Linked DNA regions of Sus scrofa: region 2 is linked to region 1. Evidence: chromatin contacts called from public HiChIP or PLAC-seq data. All regions are on one chromosome and are shown on one strand. The core of a region is the stretch at or near the end of the contact, and the rest is flanking DNA. Distances in the headings are between cores, read along the strand shown. Region 1 overlaps ITPR1 (inositol 1,4,5-trisphosphate receptor type 1). Region 2 has its middle 54 kb from the start of BHLHE40.

Region 1 (4,662 bases), core at 1,456-3,955:
TGAGAGCCCTGCCTTGCCCTTGCAGGAACACTGGAGCCACACTGGTCCGGACTGCTGTGGACAGCCATGCTCATATCACTGGCCATCGTCATTGCCCTCCCCAAGCCCCACGGCATCCGGGCCTTAATTGCTTCCACAATTCTCCGGTTGATATTTTCGGTTGGGCTACAACCCACATTGTTTCTTCTGGGAGCTTTCAACGTAAGTATGAATACCTCCATGGCCACTTTTTGGTGTACATGCAAATAGGAATGCCTTGCCTTCTCCCTAGAATCTTGGCCTGTGCTTTCAGTGCAGAAAGATGTTATTTGGATCGACAGTTAACAGCAGAAGCAAGCGAGAGCTGCGAGCACACCTCTCCCTCTTAACCTTTTCACAGGACCATCAGCCTCTTCATGTGTTACCCCAGCATCAACTCTCTCATTTCAGGGAATATTCCTCTCAGAATTAGGTGGGAAAAAGGAGAGGAGTTGAGACTTGGGTTCATCTTGCCAACCCTGTCAAAGGTTGGCTAGAATGAGAGATTTTAGCCAATAAGTCAGATGACTGAATGGTCACACATCAGCCACTTCTGGTGAGGCTCAGAGAGAACAGAGCAGAGTAGCAGGAGGAATGTTCCCAGAGAGGGATCAGGTGGCAAGGTAGGAAGAGAATCAAGGAGCGTTACCTCCACGTCAGCAGTGACATTGACAAAGACTCCTACACTTGAGGTGGATGCCAACTCTGGAATTCTTAGGACCTAACATGGCTGATGTCAGACCATAAATTGGAGAGGTTTCCTGGTGAGAGGAAGCAATAAATTGGGACATGTGAGGCACTGCAGGGATCAAAAACTGCCTTCGACTCAGTGGATTGCGGATCCAGTGTTGTCACTGCTATGGCCCATGTCACTGCTGTGGCTCAGGTTTGATCCCTGGCCCAGGAACTTCCACATGCCACAGTTGAGGCCAAAAAGAAAAAAACAAAACAAAACAAAACTGGCTTCCAGAGCTTCCTGGCCTGGGCACATGAAGAAGCCGAAGACTGTACAAAAATGTAAGTGATATTGCAAAGTAAGGTGAATTTAGTCATTTAAGGCAACGATAAATGTCCCCAGACAAGTGTTCGCATGGCAGAGGCAACAAGGGTGTTAGAGGAGAAGAGACCACTACAAGCTGAGAAGTTGAAGGGTAGGAGGCAGCGGAGATGTTTCGTCATAAAGAACAGAAACAGTTGAGCCAGGAAGCAGGGCTTGAGAAGAGCCTTTTCCTGTGGGCCCCATGGGCCAAAGCCGTGAGGGAAGCCTCACGCCCTCAGGAGACCATCATCAGTTGAGTTTTGCCTCCTCACTCCCATGTGTGGTCACACGTAGGGCCTCATTCTGTACAAGTAACCCCTGCCCAAATTTTAGGATAACTTCATCCTCCAGGTCATTGAGTTCCTAGTGGGTAAATCTTAGGCGAAAAGGGGGTTCCTTGGTGAAATCCCTGTAGGAAATGCTGAATTAAACAAAATGAAAGGTTTTTAGATTTCTGAGACATCAACCTACACATCTGGGTTATGAATCTCCAAGAAAGGGAAAATGAGTATTTGTAGTTCCCAAACTCATTTGCCCACAGTTTTTTGTAAAGTATCACTTGGCATGAGTAGAATACAGATTGGAAAACTCTGACCAAAGTGTTGGTATATACAGGGAGGTGTTCTTGAGAAAACTCACCTGGTAGTGGCATGTTAGGTGGATTCAGCAAGGGGGTGCTGAAGGGACCACTTTGGGCCTCCAGCAAGCTTTTGATTCCATGTGACAAGCCTGTGTCTTGGTCATAGTAGAGAAAAAGGAAGGTACACGTGTCAGAGCTTCCTGGGGAATAGTGACACGTAGTGGGCAAAGCCTCTGAGCCTCCCACCTGAAAGCAATGCAGGCTTGGTCTGGGTGTCTTTCTCCAGGCAAGGAAGGTATTACTGTGTTGACTGGGTGGTGAAGAAGGCAAGTATTACTCCTGATTGTCCCAGAAGCCTGGGAGAAGAAGAACAGAGCCAACCAAAATAAGTCATGCAACCAAGACCTGGTTTTCAGGGTGAAAACAGACTTACATTGTTGACTTACAGGGCTTGAAGTGACAAAGCAAGATGTTACTGTTAGGCCTGGTGTTTGGAAATGCATGACCAGAGTGACACGCGTGACATCAGTGTTGACAAGGAAATGCGGCCTTCAGCTGTGGTGAGAGGTCACTATTGAAGAAAGAAATAAGGAGAAAAAGATAAATGAAAGGAAAAAAACACTCAGTATTTCTAAGTTGTCTTCAGTGGGCTGTCTGCTTCTTCTGTTTCCCTGGATTCGAGTCATTCCACATTATCTCTTCTTTAACATAAACGAGTTAGCAGAAAGACTCAATTTGAATAATGAATTACCGTTTATAGTATTGTTAGCTGGGAGGGTGGAAGGAAGCTGAAACAATAATTAATTATTTAGAGGGAATAATGTAAGAGGAATGCCCACCTGTGGCAGTGGGAGAAGAAAGGGCAGCCATGGACCCACAAAGGAGGACTGTTGGAGATGTGAGAGAGCTGGTATCCTGGCAGCCCCATGTGGGGGGAAAGTGGTCTGGAGGGTGCTTCAGGAGCTGGGGTCAGGTGATGGGAACGGGCAGGGCCAGACTGCTGGGTGTGCCCTGGAGAGGCCCCAGGGACTTGGGGAGAGCTGCTGCTCCAAAGAGCTAGGACCTAAAGGCAGACCGGACACAAGCCAAGCAGGGTCCACAGGAAGTAGGGACGGCAGACTGAGTTGATGACTAGGAGACAGCTGCTGCTGAAGCAGAGGAGTCAAGTAGGCAGAAGTTAAAGGGGAGAGTGAATTTAGGAGAAGCGATTGCTCTGCTGTTACGACCATAGGGCCCCAGGCATGTTTGAGGTCCTGGAAGGTCAACCAGAGCCTGGCCTTGTTATTGTTTCTTGGAAACCCTGGCAACACAGTTCATTTAGAGTCACTAATGCTTTCTCACCCTATGAAAGATCCTGCACTGGCAAGGTTTTGAATATTAGGAAAAAAAAGAACCAGTGGATTGAAAGTTGAGCCTGTCTGAGAAAACCAAACCTCCTCCATGGGTGTTGCCTTCCTCACTTATCTGATTGCTGAGAAGCTCACTTACACTGACCCACCAGATTAACTGGCAGCATTTCCCCAGCACCATGGCCAAGCTAGCAAGGGTAGCAGGAGATGGTTTTACCAAGTGCAGCCGAAGAGCTTTCTCTTGATTTGGGTTTTTCTGTCAACACACTGCTAAAGAGAAACTTCTAGGCATGGAGTTTCTATCAAAGGTGGGACAGTATTATACATGGACCAACCTTCAGTTATGGGGGTCAGAAAACTTAGTCCACAGTAGTTCAAGTGAAGGAGAAAAACGTATTTGTTCATATGACTGAGAATCAAGAGCCTAGCTTCAGGCGTGGCTGAATCCAGGGACCCAGACAGGCTCAGGGCTCAGGTCCTCTTGTTTGGCTCTGCACCCGTAGTACCCTAGGGCTCTGAGGTACCACAGGATGGAAGCTAGCAGCTTTAGAGTTCGCTTTCTTTCAGGTTCAAGGTCAGAGGTAAAGAACAAAATTGTCTTCATTGCAATCCTAGGAAAGATCTCAGTGGGTGTCATTGGCTCCATTTGGTCACAGGCAGATCCTTGACTCATTGCTGATCCCTGACCCAGTCTTTGTCAGGGGAATACAGTATTCATATTGTCCAGAATGGAGCCCCACCCAGACCTCAGGGACAGATACATGGGAAAGGAGGGATCCAAGAGGAAAATTAGAAGCTATTCCCAGAAGAGGGGGCAGGGGATCAGAATTCACCCCGAAGTCCTTTACTTTTTCCCTCCCAAGAAAATCCTCATTTTCCCTGTGAAATTAGGAGCAACAGAAGATAAGAACTGGCTGCTTCTCATTCAGTTGCAACCCTCTAATGCCTAGAACGCAACAGAAATTCAGAAAACACTTTTCATCATGCTGATGGCAGGGTTCATGGATGGAGGCGACTTCTGTGTTTGACTAACTCATGTAAGGATGTTAGAAATGATTCATATCTCATCTTGAAAATCATAATTTCAGTATGTGTTAATTTTGTTTCTGTCATGTACAAATGCCACTTGATTACTGTTGTACATGAAGCTATTTGACTAGCACATCAACTTGCAATATACCTGAAAAGCAAAGTAATGAAATGACTTGGATCCGCACAACAGTTCTTGGTGTTTTTGGTGGGCACTTGCTGCAAAAAAAAGGAAGCTTTAGTTTGGCCAGAGGCGCTGGCAGATGCTGGAGTGCAAATCGCCCTGAGCTCTCACGGAGGGCCTGGGATTCCCCATAGTCCGTGCTTATCTGACCACTGCTGTCATTATTGCCAGGTCTGCAATAAAATTATTTTTCTGATGAGCTTTGTGGGCAACTGTGGAACCTTCACCAGAGGCTACCGAGCCATGGTTCTAGACGTGGAGTTCCTCTATCATCTGCTGTATCTGCTGATCTGCGCCATGGGACTCTTCGTCCATGAATTCTTCTACAGTTTGCTGGTGAGTTGCTGGTGTTGAAAGATGTGATGTGTCAAAACCTAGGAGAACATCCTGTGTCCTCCATGTGCACTTTTGTTTCCTTATTTCTCAGACTCAGCCAGCACTTATTGAGAAGGAGGTTTTAGAA
Region 2 (4,662 bases), core at 1,133-3,632, 220 kb after region 1:
CTACCAAATATTAGCTCTTGACCTTGAGATCAGTGACTTTCATTCCTCTGGGCCTCCTTTTTAAATTTATTTAATTATTTATTTTTAATTTTTAAAATTTATTTACTTATGTATTTATTTTGGTATTTAGGGCTGCACCTGCAGCATACAGACATTTCCTAGGTAGGGGTTTAATAAGGGCTGTAGCTGCCAGCCTATGCCACAGCCACATCAACTTGGGATCTGAGCATTGTCTGAGACCTACACCACAGCTCATGGCAACGCTGGATCCTTAACCCACTGAGCAAGGCCCAGGATCAAATCAGCATCCTCATGGATACTAGTCATGTTTGTTACCACTGAGCCACAAAGGGAACTTCCTGGGCCGCCTTTTATTTATTTATTTATTTATTTTTGGGTTATCTTTTTAGGGCCGGATCCACGGCATATGCAAGTTCGCAGGCTAGGAGTCGAAACAGAGCTGTAGCTGCCAGCCTCTGCCACATCTACAGCAATGTGGAATCTGAGCCACATCTACCACCTATACCACAGCTCACAGCAACAGTGGATCCTTAACCCACTGACCAAGGCCAGGGTTCATACCTGCATACTCATGGATGCTAGTCAGATTCATTTCCACTGAGCCATGAGGGGAACTCCTGCCTCCTCTTTTAAATGGGGATAGATATCATTCCTAAATTTGTGAGTGGGTTGTGGGGTGAAAGTAAAAAGGAGAAGAGGTGTGCACAGCCCCGAGTACAGTGCCCGGAGAAAATGTTACACATCAGAAGTTATAGGGTCTCCCAGAAACTTCTGTGTTTGTTTGTTTTTTCTAAATAAATACTTTCTCTAACTTTAAGCTTTTTATCTTTATGTCCTTTCTTAAATTACACTTCATACAGCAGTCTGCTTATTTTAGGCATCTCATTAGCTGGACCTGAGGTCCCATGAGGAAGAAACCGACGATGTGTCAGTGGGGCAGGAAAATCAGCTTCAGGAAGGGCTGCCATTGGAAAGGTGTATTTATTTAGCTGTTTTACCAGTGAAGACCTGGACCCATGAATAAGTGTTACCACAAGGCAGATGAGGATCTGTGTCGCTATCAGAAAAGTCTGCAAAAGGAAGTGGACTGCCTCGTGGCTTCATCAGCTGCCTGTTGTGAATGTGTTCAACTAGGGCTTAATGACCAAGTGTCAAAGATGTGGTCGAGGTGATTCCTAATGTAGGAAGTTGGGTCAGACATTGACTTTGAGATGGATGCAGGCGAGGTGGCTAGAATTGGGAGCTGGTGAGCAGGGTCGATGGTTGCACACTCTCACAGCGATAAGGCTACTTCTCCTTTGACCTATGTTATATATTTGGACTTCCAAATATTTGAAAAGAAGACTTCACTACTTAAAAGCAAAGTTGTTTCTTTTTTGTTATTTGTTGTTTTTTTCTGGAAGACCTTTGAGGACTCTTTGAACTTTGGGGCTCTACATCCATGATTCAGAGTTGCCTGTGACCTCAGCAGCTGTGCAGTTTGTCAGAACTCTTTTGGTTTGCAAGTGTTAAATCTCCTCTCAACTGGGCTAAAGCAAGCTGGGGAATTGGTGACTGGAGAAATCTGCAGGGCTGTGGAGGTGGTTCACAGAAGTGTAAAAAAAGAGCTGTGACAACCGTGGCCTCAGGGACTAGGACCTGCAACCCAACGTCGTTCAAGTGCTTGCTCTGTTCATCTGATACTCAGCCCTGCCCTCTTCATTCCTCCCTGCGTCCTGGCCTCTGGTGCACACGGCTGGCTGCTGCTGCTGCGGGAGAGAGAACTCCTAACAGCCTCTGTGTGTTGATCTCAGGCAAGGATTATCACTGGCCCCTTTAAAACAATAGCCCATCCCTTGATGGGAATGGAGTGCTAGGACCAGCCAGGCCTATGTTAGTGGTCCTTCCTATAGCCAGGGCAGGGAGGAGCCTTACTGGACTGAAGGTAACAAAACCATTGGTTACTTCCAGCTTGGAAGTCCTTGAGACAACATGAACAGGAAAAAAAAAAAAAAAAAAAAAAAAAGAGAGAGAGAGAGAGAAGAGGAGAAAATAAAACATAAATGGAAAACTTCAGCCAAAGTCTTTGAATTCCCTCTTGTAAAAGGGCATTCCAGTGACACAGTTTCTGTGTATTGGGTATTGACGTTAGGTCATAGATCATAGACCATGCATTTCATAATGTATTACTTGTGTTATCTTTTAAAATCATCTCAGGATCCGAGGTGGACCTTTACTATCATTTTGCAGATGAGAACCTGAGGCCCAAAGATGTTCATTAACTTTCCCAAGAGCACACATCTAGAATAAGACCTAGAATGGGCTTAGGCCATGCATCTGGGCCTACGTTTCAAGCTATGCTTCACCACTGATGAGGAAGTGGCTAAGAGGGTTTGGACACAAACAGAACAGGGTTCCTCAAACACAAATGCCGAGACCAGGGCTCATGCTCCGAGGCTGGCGAAAGAGAACAAAGGACAGGGAGACAAAAGCCCTGAATTCAAATCCCAGCTCTGCCTCCACTACTGATTAGCTGCACCCAGAATGGTCTTTAAAATGCAGATCTGACAGTGTCATTTTGCTGCTAGAAATTCTTTCCTGGCCTCCAGGGAACATCCAGCTGGTTTACTAAGGCCAACCAGCCCTGGCATGTCTGTCTCACCCTGTAGCTTCTCGATGTCTCCAGCCCCTCACGACACTGACTGTTCCTTATAGGTTTCAGGCTTTTTTTTGCAAATGCAGTCCCCTTTGCTTTAATGCCTGTTCTTGGTCCCTATTTTGAACCAGCACCTGCATTTCCCTTCTGGTGACAGCTTTAATCCACCACTTCTTGGAGGGGGCCTCCTCCTGATTGCCAAGAGGTGGGAGTCACCTGCTGAACACCCCAGGATGCACTTACTTCTCCATCAAGGCACCTCTCCTGTCTCAATGCCCATGAATGAAACTGCTTTGGTGTGCCTGTGAGCTGTAAGCTCCATAAAGGGGAGCCACCATTGCTGCCTCTTTCTTCTGTATCCACAAACCTAGAGTGATGCTTCGTATGCAGTGAGAGCCCACTCAGGATTTAGTGAAAGGCTCAGTGAAAGTCTAAGCACCCACTCCGGGCCTCCTCTCCCCAGTCGTCAGATTGTGTAGGTGTCTAACTGAAAGCCTTTGAGAGCACCTGTGTAAAGAGGGAGTTAGTGTCAGTGGGTGGAAGGCAGTTGGGTCTCAGAATGGGGTTGCGTTTTATTTGGAGCCTGTGAAAGAAAAGGCTAGCTGGGGCCATCTGGTCTGGTAACAGGTGGACACAGAAACAAAGAGGAGAAGTTCACATTGAAAGCAGCCCCGCCCGTGAAAAACTCACATGCCTTCCCAGAAGAAGGCTGTGGCTCGGTTCCTCTCTCTCCCTCTGATATATGTTTCAAGCCCTTGCTCTTGAATGTGACTGATATTCAGAGTTTGCTGCTGTGTGAGCAGAGCTGCTGTGAGAACTGAAAACAGCTTCTGGGAGAGCAATTAGTGGAAGGAAGGATTCAGTGTCGCTTTTGTGTGTGTGTCAGTGATTCAACTCTAGATACAGGGAGCTCAGAGCAAGGTAGTGGAGCCAGTTGTGTGCAACTGAGGCTTTGACCACAACAAAGGCTTTGACCACAACAAAGGCTTTGACCTGGGTTTGCTGGACATGCATTTTTGCCTTGGCTTGCCAGCCATGCAGACTCTGGAGTATTCAAAGCCTGTCTCTGGAGTTCCCGTAGTGGTGCGGGGGAAATGAATCAGACTAGGAACCATGAGGTTTCGGGTTCAATCCCTGGCCTCGATCAGTGGGTTAAGGATCCAGCGTTGCCGTGAACTGTGGTATAGGTAGCAGACACGACTTGGATCTGGCGTTGCTGTGGCTGTGGCACAGGACAGCAGCAATAGCTCCGATTCGACGGCTAGCCTGGGAACCTCCATATGCCTTGGGTGAGGCCCTAAAAAAGGACAAAAAGGCAAAAAACAAAAGAAAACAACAACATAAAGAAACAAATCCTGTTTCTTCCCCTTACTATGCAATCTTGGGCAAGTTGTTCAATCTCTTCGGGCCTCAGTTTTCTCATCTGTAAAATGTAGGTACCTGTAGCATATGCTTATTAGTTATAGTGAGGATTCCTTGAGTTAATTTTTGTGATGTTCTTCTGGTGCCTGGCCCATAAATGTTTTTAGTGTTATGTTTTGAAAAGTCTTCCCAGTTCTTATTCTGGTATCCGGCACTTGGACTTGTGTCCCTCGAAGAGCCATCTGCAGCTGCCTTCATAAGAATCACTTGGGCCAGAGGTGATATTCAAGATATTTAATGACAGAAAGGGCAGGGACCTCCACTAATCAGAACTGACAGCAGTTATGATGGGAGAAGCCCATCCTATGCCAGGCATCAACCCATGGACCCTGCGGTTTCTGAACCATGCATATCTGGGAAAGATCAGGGTAAATGGTATGGCAGGTGAACAACCATCTTGCTCTTTCCAGGATGTGGGATTCCATTGTTGAAACTGGGACAGTCCTAGAACAGTTGGTCAGCTCCACCCAAGTCCTTTGGGAGCAATGTCTATTTACCAACTGGTTTAGAAATGTGTCAGTGTCTTAGCAACCAGTGGGACCACACCAGTGCCTACTGGCTGAATGTCAGCCCTGCCCAGGGCC

What was found. HiChIP or PLAC-seq counts read pairs in DNA pulled down with a chosen protein or histone mark.
Region 2: a contact with region 1 is called in an H3K27ac HiChIP or PLAC-seq map of alveolar macrophages. The contact joins two enhancer-like sites. A contact is called at or near these places in 1 of 5 promoter capture datasets (liver), 4 of 47 Hi-C or Micro-C datasets (alveolar macrophages, embryonic fibroblasts and skeletal muscle) and 2 of 2 datasets of contacts at active chromatin or transcription factors (alveolar macrophages and skeletal muscle).

The regions. Positions count from the first base shown.
Region 1 is chr13:61,356,421-61,361,082 of Sscrofa11.1, forward strand. ITPR1 (inositol 1,4,5-trisphosphate receptor type 1) reads left to right here. Exons shown (of 59, transcript XM_021069282.1): 51 at 26-201; 52 at 4,371-4,535. Among named protein-coding and RNA genes, the nearest start is that of BHLHE40, 170 kb to the right of the region's middle. Within about 2 kb of position 2,706, at least 8 of the 83 cell types and tissues checked have an H3K27ac peak or open chromatin away from gene starts, as enhancers often do. A contact at or near this core is called in alveolar macrophages, where this site is marked.
Region 2 is chr13:61,579,504-61,584,165 of Sscrofa11.1, forward strand. No RefSeq gene overlaps it. Among named protein-coding and RNA genes, the nearest start is that of BHLHE40, 54 kb to the left of the region's middle. Within about 2 kb of position 2,383, at least 2 of the 83 cell types and tissues checked have an H3K27ac peak or open chromatin away from gene starts, as enhancers often do. A contact at or near this core is called in alveolar macrophages, where this site is marked.